2 separate regions of the Mus musculus genome follow, and region 2 is linked to region 1. Evidence: chromatin contacts called from public promoter capture Hi-C data. All regions are on one chromosome and are shown on one strand. Each heading gives the region's core, a stretch centred on a gene start, on an enhancer-like site or on the middle of the called end of the contact. The rest is flanking DNA. Distances are from core to core; before and after follow the strand shown. Region 1 overlaps Macrod2 (mono-ADP ribosylhydrolase 2). Region 2 overlaps Macrod2 (mono-ADP ribosylhydrolase 2).

The links. Promoter capture Hi-C pulls out the DNA fragments that hold promoters and counts their contacts.
Region 2: a contact with region 1 is called in a promoter capture Hi-C map of hippocampal neurons, with 2.3 times the contacts expected there. The contact joins two enhancer-like sites. A contact is called at or near these places in 1 of 39 promoter capture datasets (hippocampal neurons) and 1 of 484 Hi-C or Micro-C datasets (cranial neural crest).

The regions. Positions count from the first base shown.
Region 1 is chr2:140,910,799-140,918,089 of GRCm38.p6, forward strand. The region is part of intron 4 of Macrod2 (mono-ADP ribosylhydrolase 2); the gene reads left to right. Among named protein-coding and RNA genes, the nearest start is that of Flrt3, 240 kb to the left of the region's middle. Within about 2 kb of position 3,428, at least 5 of the 459 cell types and tissues checked have an H3K27ac peak or open chromatin away from gene starts, as enhancers often do. A contact at or near this core is called in hippocampal neurons, where this site is marked.
Region 2 is chr2:141,226,370-141,233,660 of GRCm38.p6, forward strand. All of the region lies in intron 5 of Macrod2 (mono-ADP ribosylhydrolase 2), which reads left to right. Among named protein-coding and RNA genes, the nearest start is that of Gm25583, 410 kb to the right of the region's middle. Within about 2 kb of position 4,817, at least 30 of the 459 cell types and tissues checked have an H3K27ac peak or open chromatin away from gene starts, as enhancers often do. A contact at or near this core is called in hippocampal neurons, where this site is marked.

The sequences.
Region 1 (7,291 bases), core at 2,178-4,677:
ATCATAAAGTTACCTAGCTTCAGGCATTTCTTTCCAGTAGTGAAAAATGGACTAATACATGTAACCTCTGGATAACTCCACTGTACTACCTTAAGAGGACAGGATAGAAAATGTCACATAATATAGTATTACTATTAGAATAATTTGACCTCAGAAATTCCCTGAAAAAAAAAAATCTCAAAACTGCCCAAGGCCCTCTTGAGCATAAATTTGACAGTGATGGTTGGTCACTATTTTATTTATATTTTGTCACAAGATATCTGATCAAATGAAGCTTGTGACTAGTCACAGGCTGCTGTCAATCCTGTCTCAAATAAGAAAGTAATTTTCTAAGTTTCACTTATTTCCTTTTACATGTATACTTTTAGCTAATCATAACTACAGATAAAATCTGTAGTCCGTATCACCAGAGCTCTGTTTGGGTGAGGGGTATACACAGTGTAACTTTAAGTGCAGAGATCTATTATTCATTCATCTCATTTTTAAATTTGGCAAATAAGCTTGTGCACAAATGTAATTTTAAAAATTAAATGTTCTCCACAGGTGGGTGGACTTCATAAGAAAATCATGTTAATGTCTCAATTCAATGCAATAAAATTACCTGAACTTGTATTTATCTTTCTGCTGAACAGTGCTTATAATGCTGCAATTATATAAATATACAGAAATTGTCAGAAAGGAAATTGTTTTCTAGTGACATACCCATATAAATTTCAGGCACACAACTAGCACGTGGTCTTCACATTGTGAAATAATGAACTGTCTTTTAAGCAGGCAGGTGACTGTTGGGGGGGGGGGGTGTGCATCAGGAAGCAGAAACAGCACTCTTATTCTCAATTCAGATTGTTCAAGCCCACGATTGGTTTCATAAGAGAAAAGGAAGGATGTCGTGACTCTTTCCTCAGAGTGACACACAGAGAGAGAGAGAGACTTGTCCCACTTGAGCAGAGGCTCCAAATGTGCAAATCTTGGCCCAGGCTTTAATTTGATAGACAAATGTAGTAGAACTGCTGTTCTTCGTGGGCAATTAAAGACAAGGGAAGGAGATGACCGGGACCGCTAAGCCCTGCTGCCACCTCACTGGTTTTGATCTTCCCACAGAATCAAAGCAGCTCTTACGAGAGGCCTCTTATATAAGCCTGGATCCTTTGCTAGATGCACACACACTTGTAATCTCAGCAGCTAGGACAATGAAGCATATCAGGGCCCATGAGTTCCAGGTGGGGCTGGGCTACATTGTGAGTTCTAGGCTAACCTGGAACATAGCGTGAGACTCTGTCTCAATAATCTAAGTTAAATAAATAAAAAGGGAAGACATTTCTGACGTTCGAAAACATATAGTCTATACATCAAACACAACTGTTTACCAACAAAAGGTGATTACTATGTTAACTTTATTTAAGTGCAAGCTTCAGGATTATAGTGTTAGCTTTTCAACTGTGCAAGGAGTTGCTTGGGTCAGAGTTGAAAGCAATCACCCCTTATAATCATTAAACTGGAAAGGAAACTAGACAAAAGGGAATACCAATTCCTTTGGTGTAAGATGAGAACACTTGGTGTAAGCGGCTGCTCTGACCTCCACCTCCCACCCTAACCCAGAATGCATGGTATAGAGGAAGCCCAGAGCACAGGGCTCCCAAAGAATTCACTGGAGTCCCTTCTATTCTGTGGCCTGCTACCTCTGAATGTTTATTCACAGTGTAACTTTATGCAGCATATCACCTCTAATAGTCTGATAGTGTTATTTTAAAAATCCACTGTTTGCTTCATACAACTTAAAATAATCAGGTACAAGGTAGCCGTTATAGGGGATATGTAGGATATGTGTGTTCAAAAAAAGTAAATCATGATTTTGTGCATTTGTATCATTTTGTAAGGTGGAGATAGGGGCATTTAATATTATTAAATGTTATTTAATGTTAATAATAGGGATATTAACATTATATTTAATATAGGGAGGAGTTAATAGTCCTGTGAATTTTATTTAGATGACTTCCTCTCAAAGTGTAGCTTTTGCTAAAATATCTACTGAATCTTTTATTGACCTGCTTTTAGCAAATAATATAGAAAGAAAGAGAGAGAGAGAGAGAGAGAGAGAGAGAGAGAGAGAGAGAGAGAGAGAGAGAGAAACTCAAGGCTACCCTGTATCCTTTATAAATTGTAGTATAAGTAATTTTGATAATACAGCATCTAATTTTGTGAGGCTCTGTGTCTCTGCAGCCAAAAGTCTAAAAGTATTATAAGCACATATCAGATGGATTTAATTACAGGCAGTTTATTTTTCAAGTGCTGCTTTTGAATAGAACAGCGAGTTGCTATGAGCCCAAGGCAACTTCCCTGCAAAGTAATCCAGGTGCCGCATGCTACTGCTGAACAGCCTTGCATGGCTGTGGAGAACAGTTTCTGTCTAGTGCCCAGGCTTCTTGTGAGTTTTTGGTGTTGCCTCTAGGCACACCTTTTCTCCCCTGAATCTTCTTCAAGGGGACTGTGTGTTTCATGGGCTGTTGGTACTCTAGGCCTTGGAAACCAACATCATTAGGGTCTACCTTTTAAACCATTCATATTCTTTTAATTCAAGTGCCAGCTATGTTAAAAAATATGGAATGAGTTTCTATTATTTTCTGAGAAGCAACTGCATCTGATTTTTGAAACACAGTATTTCTTTGATAGGTGTTAGAGAAATTTAATAATCAGATGGAAACACATATTTAATAGTTGCCTTTTGTGCTTTTCCAGGGTAAAACAGTTACATATCTGAGTAATCTGATTTCTGTGGGGTTGTCACATTTTATTTTTAATAGAAGTTTACTTTTGCTTGGGAATATGTAACTTGAACATATTAACATTTTCTTTTCCCACAAAGTCCATGAAGAAAAAGGCGCATTTTAGTGCATGGCAGTCACTCACATTTCCAAACTCCCCCCTGCGTATCTTCATGTGCTTGGATTTATATGAAAGCCTGATAAAGAGATGACAATTAATGTGCTCAACCTGTTAGGAGAGGGTTGGCACACTGTTGATTTAAGCTTGTTGAATGAGATATCCCAGAATGTTAAAGAGGCAGACCAGCAGGTTTCAGGTGATTAAAGAAAATCCCTCGTCTTGGAAGAACTTGAAGGAACACGATGCTATTTAAGCAGAATCTAATCAGAAGGAAGAATAGCTTGGAAGAGAAAAGAGGGAATGTTTCATGTCATTATTTGCAAAGCGTTGGAACAAAAGGTTAGCAAGATAATTAAGTGCCTTGCTGCTTAGTAGAATTTTTCAAAGTAAGTTGATTAGAGACCTTCTTTAAAAATAAAAAAAAAATTAAACATCTGAGTCCTGATAATCTAGTTGAAAAGGCTAACTCAGCTACATAGATGGAGATCAGCTCAGAGGAAAATTGGCAGTGTTGTATATTGTGGCAGATGTCCACATGATGCACAGAACTGCTCAGCGATGCCCTGCACATCCTGAATAGTTTTAGCATTTAGGAGTACTGCAGTATGTTCTTACATTTCGAAAAGTGGAAATGCATGCAGAGTTAACATGCACTGGCATGAAATAGATTATTCCATTATCTCGGTTACTGCATTTTTCAATTGATCTTGATAAAATAGGATTTTCTTCTCCTTTGCCTGAAAAAACACCCAAAGCAAGTATTATCATTCTCATTATAAAATGTTATTTGCAACTGTCAAGTCAGAATTGGATGCCATCGCTTATATCTGCGTTTTCTATTTCAAGACACTTCTGGTGCTAACAGGAGACTGGTGTGCCCCAGACTGTGCTCAGTAAACATGCTGACCGAAAGCCCTGGTTTTCCTTAAGGGGATGGTCTGGTTAAAGTGCTGGTGGCTGCCTTAGAGCTGATCAAGAAAACTAGGGGTCATGCCCTTAGCACCCACTTTTCTACCAAATAAAAGAAGCTTGAAGCTAATAATCAGCAGCCACACTTGCCTTCCAGAGCTCTGTCCTGTCTTAACACCCTAATGACTTCAAGCTTCCTTAGCGATGCCTACATGAGGCAAGCATCCTGTAGTGAAATGCTTCATCCACTGTCAGTAAGCTGATTTATTTAGTCTCTGCAGAGCTTCATCTCCAAAGAACACTTCTAAAATGTTACACTGGGCCTCTGGCCATTGGGCATTGTGAATGTAAGAAGAGCCACCAGTCTACCTGGGAACATCCTGCAAGTACTGAGGCTGTGTCACAGCGGACCATGTGTTGGACGGCCTAAGCAGCACACACTAAGGGACTTGTAGTAGCAGTGTCCAATCCATGTGCTTAAATTAGAGACATAGCATTTTGGTCCCAAGCTCTTCTAATATTTAAAATGTTCTTGATCTGAACAAGTGCTTTAAAGTCGGTGTTCTTCAATGTAGACTATACACTAGAATCACCTGCAAAATGGTCTTTCTTTCTTTTCTTTCTTTCTCTTCTTTCTTTCTTTCTTTCTTTCTTTCTTTCTTTCTTTCGTTCGTTCGTTCGTTTGTTCGTTCTTTTTTAAGTCCTAGTGCCTTGGTCACCTTCAAGATCAAATAACAATTTCTGAGTGTAGTATGTGGACATCTGCGATTTTGACAAGACTCCATGACTCCAGTTTGCAGGGAACTGAGAACCACTGATTTTAAGTACTTGCCATGTCTTTATTCACTGTAGTAATTTTTCTTGACCTTAAACAAATGAATTGTAGCTTGACAGTGGAATAGATTTTCCATTTAAAATTATCTTTTCTATGAGGCTGAGTTTATACTATTTTGAAAGTACTATACTACACCCCATTTCCATAGATGGATTTCTATGGACACCTTGGTGTCCATGAGTAATGAACAACTTTCATGTCCTGCCTCACATCTGCCCAAACCGTGGTTCTGCTTCATTCGTGGCTGCTGTACCAGCTAAACAGTAATAAAGCTGGTGCCCTACCCCTGCTGTTCCTCAAATTCCATTCTGGACCATTTCTGTCTCTTGAGGATCAGCTGATTCTAGATATTTGCATACATGGCACAGTCTTAGCATACCAGTTGTTTGATAGTTTAGTTTCACCCCCACTCTCTTCTCTCATACCCTCCCCCTTTCCCACTTAAACAGTTTTCTCCTCCTCCCTTTTCCACTGAGACAGTTCTCCTCCTTCTCCTTTCCCACTGAGACAGTTCTTCCACACAAGTTCATCTCCTACATTCATTCCATGTGTGCACTTCTGAGTTCAATTTGAGTTCCTTGCCCAACTGTGGGTGAGAACAAAGGCAACTTATCAAAGGCTACTCCACTGAAGAAAATGGTACTCTTCTCCCAAAAAGTGTTGGGAGTCACTCATGAAGAGATGTTGATGATCCCATCTTGTTCAGGTCTTATAGTGAGTTCATGAGTGCAACACATATGTCATATCCAGAAGACTAGTTTTCCTTCATATCTTCCCACCCTCCAGCTATTATATCCCCCACCACATGTCCTTCTGCAATATTCTCTGAACCTTAAAGGGATGGGCTACACATGAGACTATCTGTTAGCTCTAACACTGGGCAGTTTCTATATGAACTGCCACAGTCTGCTGCAGTATGAAGCCTCTTTGATGAAGACTGGGTGCCTGCCTCAGTCTCTGATCAATGTGCAATGGGAACAAATGATAGAATGGCTCTTTGTTTTTGTTTCAAGTAGACAGCTCTAAAATATGTGCTACATGCCTCTGATAGTGGCTCCAGCAACATTGGACCACAGTTGCTCACATCTGTAGCTGGCCCCATCATACTCTGTTGAGTTGGCTCCATCCCTTTCAGTTTTATACTTCCTTTTTTTTTTTAAACCTTCCTTAGTTCATAATCTGTTTTCTTGGGAAACCCAAACATGAGACCTTACTGAGATTCTGTCTTTTTATTTTTCCCATGCTAAGTCAGTTTTGAAAGAAGAAATTTAACATGGACCCATTGTATTGTATGCTGGAGTTGTTATGGGTTAAAAATCATTCTCTTTACTAGCTATGATGGCTAGATTTTGTGTCAGTTTGATGCAAATTACAGTCATTTTGGAAGAGGGAACCTCAATTGAAAAAAAGCTCCCACCAAATTGGCTTCTGTGCAAGCCCATGGTGCATTTTCTTCTCTCTCTCTCTCTCTCTCTCTCTCTCTCTCTCTCTCTCTATATATATATATATATATATATATATATATATATATATATATATATATTCTTTTTGTTTTGTTTTATGAGTAATTTTTATTAGATATTTTCTTTATATACATTTCAAATGCTATCCCAAAATTTCTCTATTCCCTCCCCCTGCCCTGCTCCCCTACCCACCCACTACCGCTTCTTAATCCTGGCGTTCCCCTGTACTGGGGCATATAAAGTTTGCAAGACCAAGGGGCCTCTCTTCTCAATGATGACCGACTAGGCCATCTTCTGATACATATTTAGCTAGAGACACGAGCTCTGGGGGTACTGGTTAGTTCATATTGTTGTTCCACCTATAGGGTTGCAGATCCCCCCAGCTCCGTGGGTACTTTCTCTAGCTTATCCATTGGGGGCCCTGTGTTCCATCTTATAGATGACTGTGAGCATCCACATCTGTATTTGCCAGGCACTGGCATAGCCTCATGTGAGACAGCTATACCAGGGTCCCTTCAGCAGTATCTTGCTGGCATATGCAATAGTGTCTGGGTTTGGTGGCTGGTTATGGGATGGATCCCCGGGTGGGGTAGTCTCTGTATAGTTCATCCTTTAATCTTAGTTCCAAACTTTGTCTCTGTAACTCCTTTTTCTTGATTAATGATTGATTTGGGGGATCCAAGCCCACTGTGGATGGTACCACCCCCAGGCTTGTGGTTCTGGGTTGTATAAGAAAGCAGGCTAAGCCAGCCATGAGTAGCAAGCCAGTAAGCATCATGACTTCGTAGACTCTGCATCAGCTCCTGCCTTCAGGTTCCTGTCATCAATGGTATGTGACCTGAGAAGTTATAAACTAAAATAAACTTTTTCCTCCCCAAGTTGTTTGTGGTCATGGTGCTTTGTCACAGGGATAGAAACTGTAACTAATACACCATTTAACATGTTATTTTTATAAAGTGACAGAGAACATTTAACTCCAAAATATTAAATGCCTTGCTCACCCTCAAGTCAATCTGTTTGAGGGTCCATTCTTGCATCTTTTGCCCTTAGCATTTTCTTGATGAGTTGGTCATTTCTGATTCTCTCCTTGGTTCCTTCACCATACTTTCCCTTCATACTATGCAGCATACACTTTACAGTCTAACCACATGATAACACAGTAGAGTCACAAAATAATACATGAAGCAGAGGAGACTTGGAG
Region 2 (7,291 bases), core at 3,567-6,066, 320 kb after region 1:
AGTTGCAACTGATGTATTCAAGGCAAACACCACAAGGAAACTAAATATCACACTGAAATGATTTCTCCTGCATTTTCAAAATGAAGAAATAACTCTCCAGCTTTGAAAGTATGAAGAGTTCCAAAAGAAAGAAAATTTGTTGAGCTGGCTATGAAGTAGTTGGTGATAATAACAGCTGGTTAGATTGGAAGGCTTCTCACAAGCTTCAGCTTCTCCCACCATTTTTTGGATCTCTGTGGTCTCTAACCATCAATTCAACATTCTGTGACTCTTCTTTCCAATTACAGGTCATAGCTTGGTTAAAGCTCAGCGACGGGTCTTTCTTTGAATCATATAACTAGGTTCTTGATACCAGTAGATACCCCAGTAGCTTTTCTTTTTTTCCCTCCACCTTATTCATTTTTTATCCTAAGCTTGTTAGGTAACCCTGGAGTTTAAAACCCTTGCAATAGCATACCTATTGTTTCAGATGCTATGATTTCCCCACAGCAAAGCATTCCTAATTATTTTGTCTATAACACATAGTAAGAATTCTAATTTATGCCTAATCTAATACATATACACATATGGGGGTGAAAAATTAAAGTTTGGTTAGACATAGTTTTTTTTCAATTCATCTTCATTTACATAGGTGGGGAGAAAAAGCTGCAGATAAATAATCATCCAGGAAGAGGGGCGTTTTCTCCTCAGTTTCAACCACAGTGAGTAGACTTCACAGGTAGGGCTTTGTGGACCAGTAAGAAATCACTACAATGATCGATACTGAAGCCTATCCCAGACCTCCTAAATCAAAGTGTGCTATATATGATGGCTACTTATAGGAATGTATTCTTCAGTCAGTTCAATGTGAGTTTTAAAGTTCAGAGTCATAATCATCCCTAGAGCCAAGCTGTATCTCAGTAATAGAGTACTTGCCTAACATGTGTGAGGTTCAGTTTTCAGCACTGCGAGGCGGGGGGAGGGGGGGCCTGGCGGGAGGGGGGGCAAAGAGAGAGGGAGACTTTGATGCTTCATTACAGGACCGTGTTTAAATTTTCAGGTGATATTTTAACTTTTGTGTGAATATACAGTTTAATTGCAATTTCTTGAGTTCCCTATGGTCCTGTCGACTAAGAACTATCCCATCAGTTTCAAAGGTGGCAGAAGCCTTCCTTGGGAATCTAATCTAGTCTACTATATAGTAGGCCATACTCTAAGTGAATTGTATAAATTACCTCTCTGACCTGTATCATGTGTGATACTGTTAGCCTATTTTACAGATGGAAAAACTGAAGCCCAGAAGTGGAAAATATTCTGGAACTCTATCACAAGGCATTGATGGATATGTGATTTAGATCTTGGCCCATTGGCACTAGAACTCAGGATCTTACATGGCACACTGTACTTTTTCTTCAGTCATCACATGTGTACATTCTGATCTAGGTCTGACACAGGCTTCAGGGTTGATTGTTGTAGTGATTTCTAATAAAAAGGTCTGCAAAGCCCAAGTGGTGAAGCTTACTCTTGGTGAATAAAACCAGGGAACAAATGATCCTCTTCCTGGATGATCGTTCTGCAGCTTTTCTCTCTTCATCTATGTAAATGAAGTCGAGTTGAAGAGAAGTGTGTCATGCATAACATGTTTAATCAAACTTTAATTTTCAACCCCATAAGTGTGTATGTATTAGATTAGGCATAAAAGAGAATTCTTATGGGTTGTAGACAAAGCATCAAGTATGGAAAGTATCAAATGAGAAGTAACAGCTGCTTAAGGTCAGTGAGCTTTGGGTGAACATTCTCTTTCTAAGTAGCTTGTATTTGTTTCTGGAGATACAGTAATTATTCTTGCTCCAGTCATCCCTCAGTCTTGAGGAGGAGGTGGGTAGCCACTTGTGGCCTTTGTTATCTTTGGCTTTGACTCATTATCTCCTGTTAGAATACCATAATTTCCATCACTTCAGTGACCAATTATCTATAATTTTCAAACCGACAATATAATTCAAATATTTTAAATATAGCAAACTCAATACTCAATGATAATCATATAGCAGGTGCACTTACAAATTATTAAATTCATTATGTCTAAATATTCAAATGATTCTAACTATATAAAGGATTTTGACAATACAAAGGGATAATTTAAAATATATTTTTAGAACTAAATGGCCTCTCAAAGTCATTACTAAGAAAACTTTACTGAATTCCCTCTTAGAATATTCCAGATAGTCTTCCAGGGACTCTTCTAGAATTTCCCTCATTATGTGCTAAGTAGAGAGAAGAGTAGACTACTGGGGAGAATTGAATTCTGGAGCATAAACTTCAGAAAACATATGACTAAAGTTAAACTGTGGCTGTTGGAAAAGCAAAGAGGAGCCCGTATGTAGAAGAATCTACTTATAAGTAAACCAAAAGGTATAAAAATACATATTGCCTTAAAAGCTCAGTACTAAGTGAAGGATGGGATAGGTTTTGGTTAAACGAATGGAACTGGTAAGAGATACTGATGAGCTTAAAGCTTATCTTTCCTCTCCTTATTGGCTCATTCAATTACCTATAAAAGACATGTCAGGATCTCATAGTGGGACCACCTACATGCTTCTGTATTAAGAAAGCTGTCCTCCACACATTCCAGCTCCCCAGATGGTCTGGGCCTATACTTGGTTCTTATATACAAGCTATTTTGAAATATCCAGAAACATGGACACCCAAGTAATTTCTCCAGTCAGTCAAGATGCAAAAAGGAATACTAGCTTTAAAAACAAAGGTGCTGTGTGTGTGTGTGTGTGTGTGTGTGTGTGTTACTACATACATTCAAGTCTGTATAGCCTTAAGATTAAATGCTGTATCACTCACTAAAAAATTAAAATAGAAATGAGGTACCATTTTTTTCTTCCCCCTATTCTGAGTCTAAGAACCAATTACTATGGTTATTCAATAACTGACTGTCCAAATTCAAATGGGATTAGTCACTACCTACTTCAGACCAACCTAGTTACTATGTTTATGACAGAATTTGAAGACATAACAATCATGTGTAGATAGTATTTCATGTCTCAGACCTTTCCAAACTCCCCATTTATCATTTTTCCATATGAAGTTATTTCCTCTGGAAACTTTTCTTCTTGTCCCATTCCCACACTTATCAGCTGGAATTATTAGTATTTTTTTACATTTTTACCTAGAATATTAAGAATGTAGCTAAATCATATGGAACATGATATGTAGTTAACAGTTTGTGTCCCATCTGGTTTAGTTTCTGTCACTGGCCAAAACTTAATCAGCTTTCTTTCTGGATGGATACCTTGGGCAGCTGAAAACTGTAATTGAATAATTTATTTTTATTTAGTGGCAATGTCTCATATTTTCAACAATTAATGGCTTTTCTCATGTACGAGATGTTTTTGAATGAAAATACTTCAATCATAATTTTTCTTCATATTTTTGCTTCAGCTCCAAATCAGTCTCCCTTTGTAGCTAAAATAAGAAACGCTGTTGTGCTTCCAGCTCCCCACTCAGTGGAAACATGTGGGGGATTTGTTGTTATTACTGATCTCGGTTGGAGTATTTCACTCCTGACCTAGACTTGAAGATTCTATTAAGCCATCGTAGGGCACACCGCCCACATAGTCTGTGTCAGAGAGTTTCCCCCAGAATCTCTAGTGTGTGGTGCTAACATGCATTTAAGCTTATTTAGACTAATGTTTTCAAAATGCAAACCACTGGATAGAATTACACACTGTGGTGGCCAAAGAAAATGATCTCACTGTGAGAGGGGTGGATAAAAATCTGTATGAAAGAGCTGAGGATATGGGAAATAAAGTGTGTACCCGCAATGAGCCTTTGCACACCCTGCCGCATGCACTGTGATCCCCAGACCATGAAAAAGCAACCGCAGACCCATCCTCACATTGCAGTTTTGAGAGATTTCATATAGATGATTTGCAGTATTATTTCATAGCAATTTACCTAAAAAGAAAAATAAGAGGGTTTGCATTTGCCTAAATCCAGATAATATTTGAATTTAAAGTGTATAGTTTCTCTTTAATTTTTGTTGAATAAACTTATGGATGTATTCAAAAATTAGTTCTGATATATACCATATTCTTTGTTGTATTTGTTAGGTTTGAACACTCAGAAGAAAAAAAAAAGAATTCTAAAATTCTTTTAAAAAATCATTTCATGCAATAAAAGCAATATGATAGATAGACATGCTAGATTATGACTTAAACACTATATTTTCCCCTACTTCTAACCACCCCATATGACATTTTAAAAACAAAGCTCTCTCTGTGCTTTCTTTAAAGTCAAGAAGAAAAAAAAGAGAGAGAGAGAGAGGCTGTATACTATTACGTGGACCTCCAGCATATAAATATATGTGTTCATAAGAAATTTGTAAAATTAGCTCCAGAAAAGCTTAACAATAATGTAGACCTGAAAGTAGGCATGGCCTTTTAAGCAAAGTGCATGTGCAGAAACTTAAAACATGTTAGGAAAATCAACAGACTCTGAGGACATTTCTAGTTTCTTCAAAGGAGTGCCGCCAGTTGAAGGAAGCATCCAGTACCAAAATGGGGACCCCCAAATAAGAGCAATGTGGGAGAAAGTTCAAGGCACTGAAAACATTTGGGGCAGATGATTTGAATGTCTTCCCGAGCCTCTGAGAAGCCTTAAGCTGCACCTCAGCCCTTTATCTTTGACAAATACCACACCGTGTTTCTGCTTGTTATTTTGTGGTCCTGGCGCTCTTGTCAGCTTGTTAAATGGAACTCTGGCTTCAGTCGGGAGATGATAATGTGGTAATCTCTGCGCTCGGCTTGCCTCAGCATCCAGAGGAGCGGCTGTGCCCGACTGTGTGAGGCTGCCCAGTGCCACGCGTAACTGCTGGCAGCTGGGCTGATGGAGAACAGTCTGCACCAACAGATTGAAAATGTTCTTTTCAGATCTTTAGATTGGAACTCGAGCTTTACTTTTCAAAGTCTTGTGTCCACAGCACAGTTCACAAAATAAACTACGAAACCAATTGCTTCAGGAGCCTCCAAGCCGTGACATTAAGGTGGCTGAGAGTCATCACTCTTGATGAAATGCGAAGGAGCAGTCTCAGAATCGCTGTCCATCAGAGGGAGGTTGGGCAAAGCCCCTGGGGTGTGTGACAGCCTGCAGACAGATGGTACATAAGTTTTATGTATACGCACTTATTTGAGGAGGGAGGGGGTGGTATTTAAGAATTCGTAAGTTCTTTCAAATTCATCAGGAGGAACAGGATATGCTTTTTAGCAGAATTGTTTATTTCCATGGAGAAGTTCTGAGTATAAAAATGTAAGATGCAGTGTTTTCTCTGATGCTAATCCTTATCCTGAAGTGCATGAAAAAAGTGAAGAAAAGCAATTGAAAGTAGTCTCATGAAGTGTATAGCTTTTCTTCCCAAAGAGCAGAATTCCAGATCTCTTGCTACCCGGGAGCTCAACCTAGCAGTCAGAATATTCCAATGACCACAGCCAAAGGATGCTAGATGCTGATCAAGTTGAAGGTTTTGTTGGACCCTAAAGTTCAAACTCTTTTGGGCCCTGCGGGTGAGTAGGAATGAGTCCAAAAAGACAAGAAATTCAGTTTGTGAAGGTGAGTTGGGAAGATGTGATTATCTGTATAACCTAAGTTGCTCTGAATTCTGCCCCCTCTTATTACTCATTTGTGAATCAGAGAAGATCTCTTCATCTTGTGGTCCCTGGAAACATCTCAGGGCTGAACTGTTCTCAGGCATGCAACTTTGAAACTGATTAAAAGTAGGCAAATGAATAGGCAAACGGGCAGATGATATACTTGCATAAAACAAAAATACTAAAATGCTGGTTGTCAATTGAGGAGGTGGGGGACATGTGTTGTTTGCTTTGATTCTTTGAGCCTGTGTGTAATAAAACATCAGGGTATAGAAGAGGACAATTAGATGGTCAAACCCTCTGTATTCATCAACATCTCTTTTTCCATTCTGAAGGCAGGAACATGACCATACTGAATGGAACAGCATCCTTTTCACAAACTACTGGAATCCTATCTAAGATTTAGGGATTTTTGTTTCTAAGGAAGAAAATATATATTGGGGGAAGGTGAGGGTATCTTGGTGAGTCTCCCAAATTCGATTATTTCATATCACATCCAAGGTTCTCAAAAGTAAGTGGTGGCAGTGCTCTAAGGAAAGGAAAGGGATGATGGCTGCATACATTTCTGTGATGGAGGACTCTGATGTAAGAGGGCCATAATCCTTTCATGTGTTACCCAGTGTGTTTATTTCTTCCATCATAGCCCAGCTGGTTTTGTTTTTTAGTGAGATCTTGACCCCACCCTCCATTGTGTATCTTTGATTCTCTCCAGAACCCCTCCTTATGGAGCCTGAGGTTAGCTTTTGTATGACATGGGGGTCTGTATTCTTCCATGTATTTAAGCACAAAATGTTTCCTTATGGCAGAATTTTGTTATAAGTCTTCAACACTGTTAACTCTTTGAACCACTGCTGTCTGTAGGCAGCTGATTGCTCCATTGTGTGAATTTGGGAAGGAGCCCTGTTGTTTGTGGTTCCTTGTCAGTGGCTCCTTGGTGGGCATGTCTTATGAAGCAATGCAGAGTTCTGTATGACAGAGCAGGCAACAAAGGGTTTTAATTTTGTCCAGGGAACTCCCTCCACTTTTCTTGTGGGACAGCAAGACCAGGTCACCTAAGGGAGATCAAAACAGTATGAGCAGAGAAAAGGGACCCCTCAAAACACAGACTGGAACAAAAAGCCAGCGCAGTAAACAAACAAAAAAACGAAGCAGGAGGGCCAACATGTGCCAGAGAAGTGGCAGGATAGGGTTGGATCTTGAAAGTCCAAAGGGGAAAAAATAAAATCTGGAAAGACTGATCAAGGGTAAGGAATGATAGTGACTGACAACTGAAGGGCTGATCTCTGTCTTTTAGTCATTGCTAATTTTAACAAAGGAGGGCATTCCATCCCGGCAAGCTGTGAGGTCAGAAGTGAGACTTTGATGAGATGAAGTTGATGGAGAACAGAGGGAAAGATGGCAGCAGTGTGAAGATGTTTCTGAAAGGATTGGCAGCAGGGCCAGGTATAGGCTTCACAGGGTAGCCAGAGGTACCCAGAGTTCTTAAGGGAGAGTCAGGTATCAAGCAAAGCTCACAAGATAGTACCAAGAAGATGTTCCAGTTCCAAAAGAGGATGGGCAATTGAGGCCGCTTAGGATGTAAGACAGGGGAGGCCGATATTGGGCCTCAAGACTCCTCTTATACTTGGATAGAAGGGTAGTAGTTCCCCATGGAGTAG